4 separate regions of the Mus musculus genome follow, and regions 1, 3 and 4 are each linked to region 2. Evidence: chromatin contacts called from public HiChIP or PLAC-seq data. All regions are on one chromosome and are shown on one strand. The core of a region is the stretch at or near the end of the contact, and the rest is flanking DNA. Distances in the headings are between cores, read along the strand shown. Region 1 overlaps Gm41361 (a long non-coding RNA gene). Region 2 holds the start of Rps19bp1 (ribosomal protein S19 binding protein 1). Region 3 has its middle 15 kb from the start of Gm41363. Region 4 overlaps Enthd1 (ENTH domain containing 1).

Region 1 (3,960 bases), core at 1,201-3,700, 230 kb before region 2:
GCAAGGAGGTCAGTGGCAGGGGATGTGTCAGACAAGCCAGGGTACTGCCTGCTTCCCAATTCCCTCCCCACTGTGTGACCTTTGGCCCCACCTACCTCTCACTCTAGCCTGGATTTCCCCTTCCCTTTGTGGGTGGGAAGGCAGCAGCTACATCCTTTCCTAGATGGTGCCCTGGGTGGCCTCATCCATCCTTCCAGAGAGGTGTGGGGACCCCAGCAGCCACTGTCCCTGCAGCTCCCTCTCTCTTTTGTTGTTCACAGCTTCCTAGGAGCTTAGGACTCACAACACAGAGCTTAGGACTCACCCAGCCTACAGTGTCCCTCCTGCCCTTCTCTGGCTAATCAGACCTGTTCTGTGCCCTGGTCATCCTGGGGTAGGAACAGAGGGTGAGTCTTAATGTCTATCCCCCAAGGACTGGCACAGGACTGGTCTCTGAGAAGCATCTTGATGGACGGACATGAACGGATTGGGCACTGTGTCAGAACAAGAAACCAGGGTCCCCCTGATAGTTGACTGCGCTCATGTTCATGGGCAAAGAGCTCCTTCCCTAATTTAGGAGTCTAGAGCCACGCTGGGCCCCCACATTAATCTGCAGGGACCTTGGGAAGCCTTGGGCTTTATGAGAACAGAGAAGTTAGAAGAGTCTCAGCTCTCAAAGCACAAGCCCCAAGGTTGGATGTGGAGCGCACAGCCTGGGTCAAAGCCTGGCCTTGGTCACTGTCAGCTGTGTGATGTCATATGATTTACTTTAATATCTCTGAGCTTGTTTCTATGGCTGAATGGGCTGAGCCTTAGTGTCTATCTCAAGGATTCCCGAGTGTTTATGGGATGATGCAACAGAAACACTATCACACAGGAGTCAAAGTTAAGTCTTAGGGGTGTGTGTGTGTGTGTGTGTGTGTGTGTGTGTGTGTGTGTGTGTGTGTGTAAGTTGTGTATGTGGGGGGGATGGTGTGAGGGGGTAGGTTGTATGTGGGTGTGTGGTATATGTGTGTATGTGTGTGTGGTGTGTATGTGTGTGGTGTATGTATGGTGTATGTGTATGGTATGTGTGTGTATATGTGTGTGGGGTGTATGTGGTATGATTGTGTGTATGTGTGTGTGGTGTATATATGTGTGGCACGTGTGTTTATGTGGTGTGTGTATATGTGTGTGTGATGTATGTGTTTGTATATGTGGGGGGATTGTGTGTATGTGTGTTGTATGTGTGTTTGTTTGTATGAATGGGTTTGTATAAGGGGGTGTTTGTGTGTGTATATGAATAGGGGGTATGATATGTATGTGTGTGGAATATATGTATGATGTATGAGTGTGTGTGTGTTCAGGAATCAGACATGCCTGTACCTAATAACTGCAGCAGAGCAGCAGACTGGCTGTATCCCAGGCTGCTGTTCTGAGGTTTCTACAGTGTCTGGAAGTGCAGGAAGACACGTTGGCAGTGTGGCAGTGACAGGCATCGCTAGCTGAGAGCATGCTTGTTCAGGATGTGTGTGGCCTGTCTGTACACAGGGTCTCTGTGGACATCCACACTGCTACCCAGAGGCAGCCTCCACTCTGCCCTCATGCCCACCTTCTGCAAGCAGATTGTATCACTGAGAACTGAGAGGGACTCCGAGGACAAAAGTTCTCAGTGGTGTGAGCCTCTAGAGCCCTGGGGACAGCCTTGCACACACACACTCTACTCCAGGGACAGGGCTGGAAACAATGTAGAATAGACAGGAGAGGTGTCAGCGACACCAGTGCAAAGAACAGCCTCTTGTACCCTTGTCCCTGACTACAAGGGCATGGGGACACTTAGAGCATTTATGGACCCACAGTCCTCAGTGCAAAGCCTTCAGAGCAGGGACACCGAGGAACAGGGACGTTAAGTTACTCTCACCTAAGGTCACACAGATGTAAAGGAGAAACCAGGATTCTGATTCCTGACTGTGTGCCTCAACTCCCTCCCAGCGCCCCCAGGATGTGATTCTGGAAGCTACCCCATTTCCACCTCCTAGGACTCCCTGGCGAGACACTGACATCGTTCTGAGTGTCTGGTGGCAGAATAGCTCTTCTAGAGAACACAATAACGACACTATTTAGGCCACTCTCTCATCCTGTTCTTTGCCCTAACCCATTGGGCAGAAATGACTACTGAGTCACAAAGCACTTGTCCAGGAACACAAAGGCTGTTCTGATTCTGAGCCTTGGGCCACCTCCAAACCCAGAACTGGGCCCCCGGATGCCAGTTCCCCTAGCACCTGGGCAGATCGTGGTTGCTCACCCCCAAAGTCTAAATTCTCGTTTTTAATTTGACTATAAAAGGCATGATACATGGGTGCTTGGGAAACTCTGAAAAATGCAGAAAAGTCAAAATAAGGAAGAAAGCTCACCACCCATAGCCCCACCCCCGGGCTCAGTCATTGTTAGGGCTTGATGTATTTCCGTCCATAGTGTTCTGTTTGACGACTGTTTTAAAAAAGCACAGCTGAGATCACACTGTATATTAAAGGGGGGAGGAGCCCACAGTAGTATCCTGCTTTTCTGGCCCGCCATTTTTATCCCAGGCTCTTTTTTGGGCGATTTTACCTCCGGCCTGGCTTCCTTTCCCTGTCTCAGAACCTCATTTCTATTGGCTGCCTAATATTTTATCAAGTGAAAGTTCCATGGTTGACTTAGCCGTTCCCTTGTTGATGGACACCTCCATTATTTCCAGTTTGGGGGAGTGACAGATAATGAGCCGTGTGTGATTGGTATCTTTGTATGGAAAGTGTCCTGTTTTCCACAGCTAGGGCTAGCTCCTTAGCTGGAATGGAATTCCTGGGTTGGTGACTCATGTGTGCCCTGGAACCCTTGGCCCAATAGCCTCCCAGAGGACCTGGCCATCCATGCCTGCTCAACCCAGAGGTGGCCAGAGTGCCTGCGGCAGCTTGGACTGTGGGCAGAGCTGTTCCACTTCTTCTTCTGCAGCTCATTTGTCTCCTCCAGTCAATCTCACCCTGTTCACTCTCATTCTGCTCAGTCTCTCATTCTGATGCATAAGGGGAAACCAGGCACAGGTTTAGACTCCAGGATACTTCAGGGACCTGACCATAGAAAAGAAGGGAGAGAAGAAAGGGCATGAGCAGAAGGAAGGCCCAGAAGACACTGGACCTGAAATTTGGTTATATGCAAATCAAGGTGTTTTGTGGCTCACCATCTCATTTGCATGCCTCCCCAGGAGAGTAGGCAGGCAGAAGTAACATAGACTTGCTTTAAAACTTGATGGAAACCAGGCAGTGGTGGCTGGCGCACGCCTTTAATCCCACCCAACACTTGGGAGGCAGAGGCAGGCAGATCTCTGAGTTTGAGGCCAGCCTGGTCTACAGAATGAGTTCCAAAACAAACAAACAAACAAACAAAACAAAACTTGATGGAAACTGAGCAGTAATGTAGCACACACTTTTGATTCCAGCACACAGGAGGCTGAGGCAGGTGGATCGCCAGGAGTTCCAAGGCCAGCCTGATCTACAGAGTAAGTATCAAGACAGTCAGGGATATACAGAAAAATCCTGTCTCAAAAAACAAACAACAAACAAACAAAAAGGAAGGGGCTAGAGAGAAAGCTTAATAAGAATATATAGGGGGCTTGAGTGGTTACTGTTTATAATGAGCATGGTTTAAAAAAATGCCTTTTAGACATGTAAAAATAGCTTAGTCAGGATCTCCACTACACGCAAGGCACACCCGATAACCAGAACTCAGTGATATCACTCACTCAAGATAACCAGACACAGTTCTTGAATACCATGATGCCCACTGGACAGTATTTAAGCAAGGACAAGAACCATGCTCTGCTCTGCACATCTGGAGAGATGCCACCTTGATCTGCTCCCCCCAGGATCCGGACCCTCAAATCAGAGACTTCCATTAGAGACTGGACCTAATTTTCAGCTAAGATATGTCACAGGTGAGCAGCCTTGAGAAGATAGGCTAAGGACC
Region 2 (4,269 bases), core at 1,219-3,718:
TACACAGTCAGATCAGAAAGGGTTATGTTTAAAAACAGCATAACAAAAATCCACCACCACCACCAAATAACACAAGGTCTACCCTGAGCATAACTGTGCATCAGGCACAAAGGACACATGAGCTCCTGTTTTCATTTCTACAGGGAAGGAACTGAGAAGAACAGTAACACACATTTTAGAGGGTTTCCATTTTCTTTCTTGGGGGTTGGAATTTCCGGAGTACTGGGATTAAAGGCGTGTACCACCACCATGCCCGGCTATTGTCCTGCCTACCCATTATGTACTAGGCAGTAGACCAGCCACGAGGACCATGGAAAATCCAGGGTTGGGGATGGGAGGTTAGTCCTGTGTCTTGAGGAGTGCTTACCTCAGGACAGGAGTGAAGGGAACCCCACTCCTGTCCTCCAGTTATTGGGATAACTGGGCAGGGAGGGAGGCACCTTGACATGAACTCGTGCAAACCACTAGTGTCTGTGCATGCCTCCTAGCTCCACCTCTGTTCATAGTGTTTCCTCTTGAACGACATAGCTTTTAACAAGGACTCCCAGGCTGGGTGCAGTGGTGTGTGCCTATCATCCAGTGCTTAGGAGGCTGAAGCAGGAAGGCTGATTTAAGGTCGTGGCTAGCCTGTGCTATATCATGGCTAGCCTGTGCTATACAGTGAGGTCCAGGCCTGCCCGAGCCAAAATAACTCCCCCCCCCCCCCCCCGCCTCCAAAACTGGGAGAAACAAACACACAATGAAACCCGAGTACCTCAACTCCCTTTATAGAGCAGAGGCATGGAGTCAAAGAAGAAAGCAACATGCGTACCATCCTGTGCCCCTTCTCAAGGAGGCCTTACTACCTGTGCCACACCCCCTAAGCTGCTCTACTGGAAACAAGGTTTCTGCTTTGCAGACACTTCACTGGTAAATGATATCAACTCACTTCTGCTGTCCCTACTGGGATGGAAGGAGGCACTGTCACCTGAGCAGAGCACATTAAGAGCAACAGCACGGGGACAATTTGCCCGGCTTCCACCTCTATCACCTGGGCAGGTGCCTGTTTCTGTAACTGTAAAGTGGGGGAGAGATCTGCTCATCTCACAGGGCTGCCGTGAGGGTCAAACGAGTTAGTTAGTTTAGAAGGGTAAACTGTTGACTGAGTGCTTCATTTCATAAATGTGTGTGTGTTGCGTGCCTTAGTGTATGTATGTGCACCCCAAGTGAGCGTCTGTGGAATCAGAAGAGGGTATCTAATCCCCAGACCTGGAGTTACAGTGGGCTGTGAGCAGCTTTGTGGGCTTCTGGGGGGCTCCAGGTCCTCTGGAAGAGCAAGCAGCAAGTGCTCTTAACCAGTGAGCCAGCCCTCTATCCCTGATGGGTCCTCCATCTTGCCTCTTGCTCATCTTACCCGTTAGCCTTCTTCCAAATTCTCAAGCCTTTCTGGCTAAAACCTTCTCAGATGCCTTAACGTTGCTTCCACCTTGGCTTGTTAGTTTGATTCTTCCTCGGAGCACTGCAGAGCCTTTCACCTCACAAGCCTCACTCACTTGGCAAAACCCTGCTTGTTAGTTTTGAGACTCTCTGATGGCTGGTCTACAGAGTAAGCGTGTGGCGCACGCCTTTAATCCTAGCACTTGGGAGGCAGAGGCAGGTAGATTTCTGAGTTCGAGGCCAGCCTGGTCTACAGAGTAAGTTCCAGGACAGCCAGGGCTATACTGAGAAACTCTGTATCAAAAAGCCAAATAAATAAATAAATAAATAATTAAGAGAGACTCTCTGATGTTTCTCTCCCCACCACGGCTAGAGCTCACAAGCGCCTGGGTCTTGCGTTTCATCTGCCTTCACGATTAGGTCTTGCCCTGAACTCACCACGGAAAGACACAGAACTTCTGATTCTCCTGCCTCCACCTCTCAAGTGCAGGGATGACAGATGTGTGTCACCACTCCCAGGCTTTTCCCTCTTTCTCTCATCCTGTTAACTGCCACATAGCAGACAGCGGCAGACCTGGGAATTAGATTGCTTGGGTTCGAAACCTGTCCCCCACGATTTGAACATTCATTTTGCCTTTTCCTTGTGGAGTCTCGGGGAACGTTTGGAACTCCCGACTCGAAGGCGCTGCCCCCAATTCTAAGAAGCGCTCACAGTCTTTCTCAACTCACCTAGAGCGGACTTAGGCGCCTTTCCCTTCGCTGAGTTCCGCAGTTTCAGAGCCTGGGAGGCCTTGGCCCGCGCCCTCCGGGTCCGCTTCGCCGGAGTCCCGCTAGCCTGGACCTGGCCCGGGACCGCACGGGGAGCTACGGGGAAAGGCAGCGAAGGACCGAGTTGAAGGGCGCGCTCTCCCTCCCCACCCGCCCGGCTGGCTCTCCTACACAGCGCGACTGTCGCAGGACCTGCTCTCCTCACCCTCGGACGCCGCCAGAAGCTCCAAACCGCGCCGCACTAACGCCGCCGACATGTTTCCGAGCCCCGCCCACACGCGGCGAGCTACTTCCGCCCTGGCGGTGTTCGCTCCTCGGCAGAAACTGGAGCAGGAGCTCAGGGTTCCGCAGCGAGCGGAAGTGCTGCCTTAGAACGCAGGCTCAATGGCTTTCCTATAGCCCCGGAGGAGCGGGGAGCTAGGGGCGTGTCCAAAGCGCAGAAGCCACAGTTGTTCAATTTCTAAGCAACAGGTCTCTGGTGATCCAGGCTGTGTGGGCGGGCAGACTCGACTTCTAGCCTTACTGGTCAATTCTGTCCAGGGGCCAAGTGTGGAATAGACTGAGTTCCTGCAAAAGAAGTGATTCTTTCTACTTTCTTTTTAGACAAGGATACATCTAGCCTAGGCTGTCCTTGAACTCGATTGTAGCTGAGGATGACTTTGAACTCCTGATCCTTCTCTCTCTGCCGCCCAAGGGCCGGATTTACAGACCTAAGCCACTTTGCCGGGCTTAGACAGTTTTCATGACCTTCAAAGCATTACACCGGTCCCGTGCACTGTGAGAATCTGTGTGAGAATCAGTAAAGCCAAGGAGGTTAGGTGTCGTACTTTGTAGTCCCAATACTTGGGAGATTGAACAGAGATTGTTGCTCTGAGTTCCAGGCTAACTTGGGCTACATAGCAAGACTCTGTCTCAAACAAACAAACAAACAAACAAACAAACAAACCAAACCAAAACTAACAAAAGGAAAAAACCAAACAAAAGACCAAAAAAAAAAAAAAACCCCAACAAAGAAATAGATTTGCAAACATGCAAAATAAAGTGCTTTGTTTTGAAAAATACAGCTATTTGCTGCAAAATACTGTTTATGTTATTAAGCAATGAGTTGGTTGTCAGGCGAAACAGTAAATACTGCTGGGCACAGTGATACCAGAACACTTAGAATACCAGCACCTGGGAAGCCGAGGCAGGAGAGTGGCAAGTTTCAGGTCAGTTTATATCACATAGCTACACTCCAAATTCTAGACCAGTCTGGGTTACAGATTAATAAGAAGAGCTAGGATGTATTAATAGCTTGGCGGTAGAATGCTTGGATTTAATCCCTAGTATTGAAAAAAAAAAGGTCAGTTTTTAGTCTGATAGATCAATAAATATTACAATCAATATTACACATAGATGTAAATATTCTATCGATAAATATTACACATAAATGTTCTCTGGTTACATGAGTTCCCCCCCCCCCCTCTCAAGACAGGGTTTCTCTGTGCAGCCCTGACTGTCCTGGAACTCACTCTGTAGACCAGGCTGGCTTTGAACTCAGAAATCAGCCTGCCTCTGCCTCCCAAGTGCTGGGATTAAAAGCGTGTGCCACCACCACCTGGCTTCGTTTTTGTTTTTAATTTAAGTATACATATATTTATATATATTACACACACACACACACACACACACATATGGATTTTTGCCTGCATGTATGTCTGTGCACCATAGGTATACCCCATGCCTGTGGAGGCCAGAAGTAAGCATAATTACAGGCTGATGTGAGACGACCCCAAGTCTGCTGGAAGAGCATCTAGTGCTCTTGGTTATTTTGAGCCTTCTCTTCAGCCCTGAGTTTTTAAGAGTGAAAAGAGCGTATGACACCAAAAAGGTTGAGAACCTCTAGTCTAGAGGTTTCTTTTTCGTCACTTTCGTGTGTTTTTGCAGTGCTGATGATCAAATGCAGACTCTTGAGTGCCAAACAAGCTTTCTAACCTCCTAACCCAGAAGAAATTATTATTTTTTGGCAATGAGGAGAAACCCTGCCTGGTTTATTTCACTTGTGGAGACTCGTAACCAGCACCTGGTATGTGGGAGCCATGAAGC
Region 3 (4,215 bases), core at 70-2,569, 150 kb after region 2:
GAGGCCGTAATCAGAACACCATGGGCAATTGATCCCAACAAGCTTAAGACATCCTGTTCCAGGAGAAGGCCCTGCTGACAGCAGAAGCAGCTGCTGTGGCTGCTGGCAAGCCTCCTGTAGAGGCATCTGCCAGGCCCCTCCACCCCTCATTCGAGATAGGCCCTGGTAGAGAAGCTTGCTGGGTGATCCGGGGATATGGCTACCTCCCTCCCCAGTCAAAGAGCTGGGACCTGGGGGCATCCCTAAGAGATATCCAGAGGATTTGAGAGTTCCAGGGTAGTAGAGGTGGGCAGCCTGGGGTGCTCAGGTGGTTGATTTATGAGGGCAGATTAAAAAGATGGATGGTCTGTCCCTTAGCCAAGAAATGAGTCTTGTTGTAGTCCTTTGAAGGGCATGAAGGTGGAGGAGGGAGACGCTTGCCGAGGAGTGCAGTGGAGTAATGAGGAATAATGGTTTGAAACAGGGCTGAATACCAGGAAGGTACTTTGTCTCTGAAGCCCGTGAGGGATCGCAGTGTCTCCCACAGCAGGAGCAGGGCTTGCCTTCTTGGATCATGGATGCTGATGGATCAGGCATGGGAAGCCCATAGATGAGGCAGAATCAAGCTCTCCCAACAGTGCTATCTGCCGCCTCGGCTGGTCCTGGAGTTGTCCTCTTCTCACTGAATCCTGAAATGGGCCAGGCTCAGTCTGCAGCCCCATTGGTGGGAACACCTGAGGCTATCTGTGGGTGGAGGCCATGATGGCTCTCAAGATTGACAGGCATGGTGGGAGGAAAGCTGCCAGTGTGGCTTGAGTCTCATCTATCCTTGGTGATCGGCCTTAATCTGGATCCTGTGGGAGGGAACCGTGGGCATGAGCACCCACGACAGAGACCACCTGGGGCTCAAGTGAATGTTAAGGAGGGGGAAATGCAGGCACCATGCAGGCCCATCTCAGAGCTCAGCATTCTGCTTAGAAGTCCTTCGAGGAAGCCCTAAACAAACAACTACAGGGGACTGACCTGCTTCCTGCTTGGCGCATGCCCAGTGGGCAAAGCGCCAGAAGGCTAGGAGAGCTTCCCTGGCCACTTTGCTGTATTCATGGAAAGCATTTTGTGAGATGTCTGAGATACATTCTGGAACTGAGGAATCCAGACCATTCGTAGGGGAGCGGAGGATATCTTGGAACTGACTGCAGCCACCATGAACGGATAGTTGAACTTTCCTAAACTAATGGCCCGCCGGCACGGTGCTTGTGCCTTCCTTGGGTTCAGATACCACCCCCAGCCCCGACAGGGTTCCATACATCTCTGAGTAATTGGGCCATGCGTGCCAAAGCCAGTTCCTGCCTGGAGGAAATGGCTGTGACTCAGTTCTGATTCAATGCCCAGCCCGTGTATGTGGGCTGTGCTGGTTGAGGTATCTTCCCAGGAGATTTGGGACCCTGGGATGTGTGGGCTGCAGGGTATGCCCCCCTCGCTCATGCCCTGCTGTGCAGTCCATGTTGACTGGGTGTTTACTTGGGCGTGGGATGCCTTGGGAGACAGAAGTGAGTCTTCGAAGAGAGAAAGGAGGCCTGTCCAAGACGAACTATGTGGCTGCTACGTGGGCTTGAGCCCTGGCAGATCTGACTCCAGGGCCCATTCTCACATCCATCTGCTGCTGCTCCCCAAACTTTGGGAGGTGGGGTGCAGACCTCACCAGGAGAGAGGCAGATCTGCCTGGATTAGCTGCCTTGTGGTCAGTCATGAGACCTTGTGTGAATTGCTTCACCCATGATCCCAGCCTCATTTGGGAAGAGGAAAACCTTCCCTACAGCCTTCTGCCTATATGGATGGGCTTCTAGACAGTCAGTGCCCTTAGGTGACGGTCACATGTGCCTCTTGCCTTATGAGAACCAGCATGGGTATGGTTCCCCCCCCCACCTCTGCCCCTCAGTCCTTTCAAGGTCCCTGGGCTACAAACCAAGGATGCTGAGCTCCTTGTGGAAAGCCCAGCCCTACACAATGTCAGTGTTATCCCAGTCTGCCCAGAAGGCCCGTCCCCACACTTAGGTGCCTACTTGTCTCAGCCTTGCTCTGTACTTGGCTTCTTTCTGGATGGCAGAGAGCAGCTGCCGGGGCACCAACTCATTTGTCAGCTTTTAATTCCCTGTGGAAGGTGGGGTGTGACAGACTGGATGAGCATCGACAGCCAAAGCAGAAGGTTCACCCTGCCTCCGTGCCTGTCTGCCAGGCCCCACAAGCACTGTTGTAAGAGTCTTACTTCTCAGGGTGACCTTCTGGCTCTGAACAGATACAGGGTGAAATGTTTAGCTGCAGGGCTACTGGAAGAAAGTAATAATATTGGAGAAAATAATGATGATGATGATGATGATGATGATGATAGTAGTAGTAGTAATATAAAATCAGGAGGAGGCAGAAGCTGCCCAACACACCCAAACAAGATTTCTCATTAGTTTGAAGGATGGACTAGGAGTCTAGCCCATAATGAGAAAAATGGATTGAGTCCTGATTAAGTTGTCAGGGGACCTGAAGCCATCCTGCAGCTCCAGCATGTGCTGACCTTCACAGAGGCCCCCCAATACATTCAGCTTCCAATCCAAAGAGTCTCTGCCCAGGATGGATGATTTTGAAGTCCTCTGTTAGCCTACTAACTACCTACCAACTATCTGTCGGCTGCTCCAACGTAGGATTTGATCCCCCTGCCTCACAGATGTTGTGGGAAGCAGTATACTGGTTGGAGGCACGGTGTCTGCTCCTGTGGCTGTAGCCCTTTGACTGGTCGGTGACATTGTTATTTGGGACCTTTGTGTTGTGGCTGCTGAATGACCATTAGTGTCCGGCCTGTACAGTGCTCTCAGGGACACTCATTGTGAGCCAGTTGGGCTCTTCCTGAAGCCCTGTGTTTTCTGTTGCACTGGGGCAGCTGGTGACAGGCCAACTTCCCCAAGACCAGTCGTCTGGCCAAACTTCTGGTGGATCCAGGACACTTGCTTCCCTATGGGATACTACGGGATGGAGGCAGAACTATAGCTCATCTGGAGCACTGCCCTCACCCCCCAAAGTGTGTGTGTATGTGTGTGTGTGTGTGTGTGTGTGTAGATGTTCATGTCCACGTGTGCATGTGTAGAGACCAGAGGTGCATGTTGAATGACTTCTTCCGTTATCGTGCTCCATCTTGTATGTGTGTGTGTGTGTGTGTGTGTGTGTGTGTGTGTGTGTGTGTGTGTGTAGATGTTCATGTTCACGTGTGCATGTGTAGAGACCAGTGGGTGTGTGTGTGTGTGTGTGTGTATCCCACTGAACCTAGAGCTCACCATTTTGGCTAGGCTGACTAGCCAGGGAGGCTAGGATAGTCCTTTCTCTCCCATCAAGCCCCTCAGAGTTTCAGATGCCTGCCACAGTGTGTAGGTGCTGAGGATCAAAACTCTGAACCTCACGCTAGCAAGGCAAGCACTTTATCCCCTGAGAGCCATCTTGACTTGGGACGCCAAGGCCTTCACATGGGTACCACAGAGATGGACTCGGTTAAACAAGACCTGTGTGAGTAGCCCAGCTCCAAGGTGGGTGGTGGGCAGAACCATTTCTCAGCTCAGCTGCATCTTCTTTGTGCAGAACTTTTTTTTTAATGCGCCCAGTAAACAACACACACACACACACACACACACACCACACACACACACACACACACACACACACACACACACACGATTTTTCATTTGAAGCTTCTGCAGTGACATTAGCATCATAAAAGTGATCAGGGCCATTTATCCTGTCTTCAGAACATAAAAACAGAATCCCAGGGCCAGGCTGTAAGATGCTGATGGCATTTTTGTTACCTGCAGCTGACAAGCAGCACCCAGCCTTCCAGAAGCCTCTGGGGACAGCCCATGGCTATTATTAGGGAAGGTTCTACTCCTTAAATTAATGACTGGGTTTAATGGCCCCAAGAGGGGCCTCTCCTTTCCCTGGGCTCTGCTTAATGGTTTCGGCCTGCTGCTTCCTCAGGCCTCTTTCTCTTGACTGTCACTGCTTCTCCAGTGCCGCCAACAGGCTGATGTTCCCCTGGGCTCTGGGACCAGGTCAGCCCTGGCCTTCAGCTGTCTGTGCTCGGGCTCTGAGCCAACGGAATCTGGACATTATGCTCTGAGAACTTCCTAGCCTCAACCACTCGGTGGTAAAGTGGCTCACTGACTGAGTGGGGAAAGGGTTAGCTCCCTACCTGCCTCCCCT
Region 4 (4,103 bases), core at 1,192-3,691, 250 kb after region 2:
GCCCTGTGACAGCATGTGACAGGTAGTAGCACATGCCTGAAACCCTAGCACGGAGGAGGCAGAGGCAGGAGGATCCTGAGTTCAGGGCCAGTGTCTACATATAGATTCTGAGGCCAGACTGGGATCATGAGATGCCCGCCCCCTGGAAACAAAAATGGCAGGTATGATGGCTTAGCGGGCAAAGTTGTTCACACGCTATGACATGTGGAAACACACATACATAGGCACTTACACACCCCAAATAAGTGCATGAAATATGATAATTGTAAAGGATGTAGAGATTGAAAGTAATAGAAATATTTATATTTATTAGAATAAATATGTAGGGTATTTTATGGAGAAAAAGCCATTTGAAATCCAATTCAATTTACCGTTTTGACAATGAAGGCTGCATTTGCCAACTAGATTATACGGTAGATATTTTTCCAGAATTACATAAACCAAGTCTGCAGTTACCAAGAACTGGAAACAGCATGCACTGTAAAATCAGTTTCTGCAAAGTCCATTGCACTGACAGCCATAGGGCAAGGAGCGTTTTCATTTGCCCTGCAATTTCTGATTATGTCAGGTTAGAGTAAAAGTTTAATTAATAGTTGATACATTTTAATAAAGAGTGTTTTGTATTATTCCCAGAAGCTAAAAAAATAAATTACTCCTAATGACTGTTTTAAAAAAATCTTTCCCCAAACAATGTGTTCTCAACTCTTTGCTTTCAAAAACATGAAAGACTTCATCACGTTATAGCTGACAAGAGATAGGAAATATTTCTCTAATAAGTCACTAGATAATTGTTGGCACGTTACTTAGAAGGAAAGCACAGGACTGATTGACAGTGCTGCAGTACAGTACCTTCTACTTCTGGCTTTGATTTATATGAACAGGTTTTTAAAGCATTTATGTGTACAAAAACCATGAAATAAAATAGACATTGTATGGTGCTTACAGCGAGCAGTGGATGGTACTCAGATGTGGGTAATGGCTGTGCTTAGCTCATAAAAGCATGTGTTTCCAGTTACGTTGGATTCTTTATGTGTGATAAGTACTTCTAAGAATATATGAATCCAAGGGCTTTGATAGGCTGTGTGCTGGAAGTCAGTCCAGCCTGGCACAGAGGCTGCATGTGTGTAAGCCCAGCACTGGGGACAGAGGGACGGTTAAGTATGAAGTCAGCCTGGGCTCTACAGTGGGATTCTTCTTCCAAAGCACACTTTTTGCACATATTTGATATTTTGAGGAGACTTTCACACATGCAAACACTACATATAAAGGTAAGACTCTGTGAGAGATGTGAAACCAAATCCGACCTTAGCAAGAGAAAGGAATGACAGTTTCCATAGATAAGGACCCTATGTTTCCCTCCAGTGATGTGCTGCAAGTCTCAATTCTAATGGTACTTATGCCCCTTAAGATGTGAGAGAGGTGGGTGTGGTCAGTGGCCAGAGCATGCACTGCTACTGCTGAAGAACTGAACTTGGTTGCCAGCACCCACATCAGGTGACACACATCTGAAATCAGCTGTAACCCCAGCTCCAGGGGCATCTGATGCCCTCTTGTAAGTCCCACGAGCTCTCACTCATGCGCACAAACCCACACAGAGACACACACAAACAGAGACACACTTAATTAAAAATAAAAATCACTGAGAACATACATGTGGTATCATTTTCTTCTTCTCTTCTTTTTTTTTTCCAGTAATGGGGAATTGAACCAGATATTATATGAATGCTAGGCAAGGACTCTCTATTTTGGGAGTCCTACTATGTACTTCAGGCTGACCTTGAACTCATGATAGCCTTACCTCAGCCTCCTAAGTAGCTGGGATTACTGGTATGTACCACCATGCCAGATTTGTTTTCTTTTTATGTCTATATTTATAATATTTATAACATACTAGACTTTATGTTTATTCCCTCTTATAAAATTCCACATTTTAACCCAAAACTTTGTGAAGAAGTTCATAAGTCTAACATTATACATGAAAATGTCTTAGAAGCAATAGGTCGGCATGAGACGGGCTCTCCCTTCAACAAGCCCAGGGCCTGGTAGGAAGTTAAGCTCCTCGAACAGACAGGCTTCTGGGAAAGAACTAACTATAACACCAGGGGCTTTGACGGGTGGTGCGAATCCCAATAAACAGGACAGAAATCATTTCTGGCAGAGGCACAGGGACAGTAGGTGCCAGATCCTGAAGAGGTAATGAGAACCTTTCATGTATGTTTGTAGTTTTCCATTTTGTTGTAAACTTACATGAAAATGAGTAATTAAAACGGACTTATTTCTGACTTAGAGATTTTCTAATTAATCCTGGCAAACAGCGGGGACTCGGGACTTCTGTCATCTATCTGCTTTCCTGAGGTTTAATCAGAAACTGTAACTGCTCCTTCAGTACTCAGCAGTAGAATTATCTCTGAAATGCCATGGGTCGGGCTTGACAGACAGCACGGGGGTAGATTAATTCCCTTCTGAGGAACTCATGAGAGCAGCACGCAGCACGGATGTGTTCTGGCCCAGAATCACATTTCACTTCTGTTGCTGCGACCGAGGGAGGGGGGCTGCGGGGGAGAGGAGAGACAAGAAAGGGTTATTTGGCTTACAAGGCAGAAACTGCAGCAGCTAGTCACAGCCCAGCCATAGTGGAGAGCAGAGAAATGAAGTCTCTTGTGCTGCTGGCTGGCTTGCTTGCCTGTGCACAGTGAGCTTTTTCCACTCTCACACAGCTCAGAACCCGATTCAGGCCATGGCCCCATCCACATTAAGGGTGGGTCTGCCCACCTCAATTAACAATGAAGACAGACAGTCCTTCACAGACAGGCCCATTGGCCACCCTGATCTAGAAAATTCCTCACCGAGACTCTTCCTAGGTGATTCTAGGCCAGATCAAGTTAAAATGAGGCAGCACGCTGGTTAAAATACTACGAGGCTACCTGTGGGCATGAAGAACGGCAGTCAAGCTGCAGAAAGCCCACAGACATTCGTGGTCTTCCTCCCTCGATATCAGATCGCACAATACTGGAAGTGAGTGTGAGTGTGCCTCATCAGACTTCATGACTAAGCAACATGTGCTCTAGACTCCCACAAGTTAAGGAAGAGGTGAGTGCACACATTTGGTTCCTCAGAAGAAATGAAGCCCCTCTGGCACCATCACAATCCAGCAACTAAGGCTGTGGAACCATGAGCCATGGAGGATGGGGCTGTGACTAAGGAGCCTCTGAGGAAAGTGTGGAGAGGGGACAGGAAGTGATGCCAGGGACTCACTGGTTGCTGAGTTGCTCAGCACTGCAGCTGTGGAACTCCCTAGAGACTATCTGGAGAGATGGAGATCCCACTGAGCCTGCAGAGCCCAGATAATACCTCGAAGCAGAACTGATGGGCCCCGTGATAGCTCTTAGATGAGATACCGAGCTCTGACTACAAGACACTATCAGCGCAACTGTGGCTCTGGCATTGAGATGCCCTGTAAACGCACACATCCAAACCACCCCACTGCTCCCCCAGCTGTCACCGTAGATCAGCAGGGTCCTCTCGGTGGTGATGTCAGCAAAGGTGTATCGATTACTTTGAAGTACTCGTCAGAACCAGGATGGTGGAATATACTGTAGTTTAGGGAGGCTGGGGCAGGAGGAGCGCTCAGGTCCAGCTCGGAGGCCTTCCTGGGCAACACAATTGAGGCTAGGTTGTTTCTTGTTTTGTTTTAAGTTTTCAGAAAACACCCAGGTGATAGAGAGATGGCTCAGTTGGTAAAGGACTTGCTGTGTAAACACGAGGACCTGAGTTGGGATGGCCATGGCCCACATAAAAGCCAGGTGCAGCTTGTGCACTTAGAAATCCCAGAGTTAGGGAGGGGAGAAATGGGAAGGTCCCTGCAGCTCCCTGGTCACCTAACCTCACTGAACCACTGCAGTCTATGCTCAGTGAGAAACCACATCTCAAAAAGTAAGGTAGACAGTAATTGAGAAAATTATCCAAAATTGACCTATGGCTTCTACATACACTCATCTTCACGCATATAGGTTCACACATGAACATAAGAAAGGAAGAGAGAAGCTGGGCAGTGGTGGCGCACGCCTTTAATCCCAGCACTTGGGAGGCAGAGGCAGGTGGAT

Evidence for each region. HiChIP or PLAC-seq counts read pairs in DNA pulled down with a chosen protein or histone mark.
Region 1: a FOXA1 HiChIP or PLAC-seq map of pancreatic cancer cells shows a contact between it and region 2. The contact joins the enhancer-like site here to the promoter of Rps19bp1 in region 2. A contact is called at or near these places in 1 of 39 promoter capture datasets (hippocampal neurons) and 3 of 115 datasets of contacts at active chromatin or transcription factors (effector CD8 T cells, memory CD8 T cells and pancreatic cancer cells).
Region 3: a contact with region 2 is called in a CTCF HiChIP or PLAC-seq map of the NIH/3T3 cell line, with 13 read pairs. The contact joins the enhancer-like site here to the promoter of Rps19bp1 in region 2. A contact is called at or near these places in 2 of 39 promoter capture datasets (embryonic stem cells and stem cell-derived epiblast-like cells), 1 of 15 datasets of contacts at CTCF or cohesin (the NIH/3T3 cell line), 2 of 484 Hi-C or Micro-C datasets (embryonic stem cells and nephron progenitors) and 2 of 9 other capture datasets (embryonic stem cells and liver).
Region 4: an H3K27ac HiChIP or PLAC-seq map of T-cell acute lymphoblastic leukemia shows a contact between it and region 2, with 5 times the contacts expected there. The contact joins the enhancer-like site here to the promoter of Rps19bp1 in region 2. A contact is called at or near these places in 8 of 39 promoter capture datasets (the C10 cell line, HPC-7-derived erythroid cells, cranial neural crest and 4 more), 2 of 484 Hi-C or Micro-C datasets (cerebral cortex and nephron progenitors), 11 of 115 datasets of contacts at active chromatin or transcription factors (the SCID.adh cell line, T-cell acute lymphoblastic leukemia, bone marrow-derived macrophages and 7 more) and 2 of 9 other capture datasets (embryonic stem cells and pancreatic islet).

What each region holds. Positions count from the first base shown.
Region 1 is chr15:80,035,016-80,038,975 of GRCm38.p6, forward strand. The region is part of intron 2 of Gm41361 (a long non-coding RNA gene); the gene reads left to right. Among named protein-coding and RNA genes, the nearest start is that of Gm41361, 5.0 kb to the left of the region's middle. Within about 2 kb of position 2,451, at least 36 of the 459 cell types and tissues checked have an H3K27ac peak or open chromatin away from gene starts, as enhancers often do. A contact at or near this core is called in pancreatic cancer cells, where this site is marked.
Region 2 is chr15:80,261,838-80,266,106 of GRCm38.p6, forward strand. It overlaps Rps19bp1 (ribosomal protein S19 binding protein 1), which reads right to left and starts at 2,469. Exons shown (of 4, transcript NM_175109.3): 1 at 2,390-2,469; 2 at 2,146-2,280. The coding sequence starts at 2,441.
Region 3 is chr15:80,413,187-80,417,401 of GRCm38.p6, forward strand. No RefSeq gene overlaps it. Among named protein-coding and RNA genes, the nearest start is that of Gm41363, 15 kb to the left of the region's middle. Within about 2 kb of position 1,320, at least 24 of the 459 cell types and tissues checked have an H3K27ac peak or open chromatin away from gene starts, as enhancers often do. A contact at or near this core is called in the NIH/3T3 cell line, where this site is marked.
Region 4 is chr15:80,515,705-80,519,807 of GRCm38.p6, forward strand. All of the region lies in intron 2 of Enthd1 (ENTH domain containing 1), which reads right to left. Among named protein-coding and RNA genes, the nearest start is that of Enthd1, 43 kb to the right of the region's middle. Within about 2 kb of position 2,442, at least 73 of the 459 cell types and tissues checked have an H3K27ac peak or open chromatin away from gene starts, as enhancers often do. A contact at or near this core is called in the SCID.adh cell line, T-cell acute lymphoblastic leukemia, bone marrow-derived macrophages and 4 more, where this site is marked.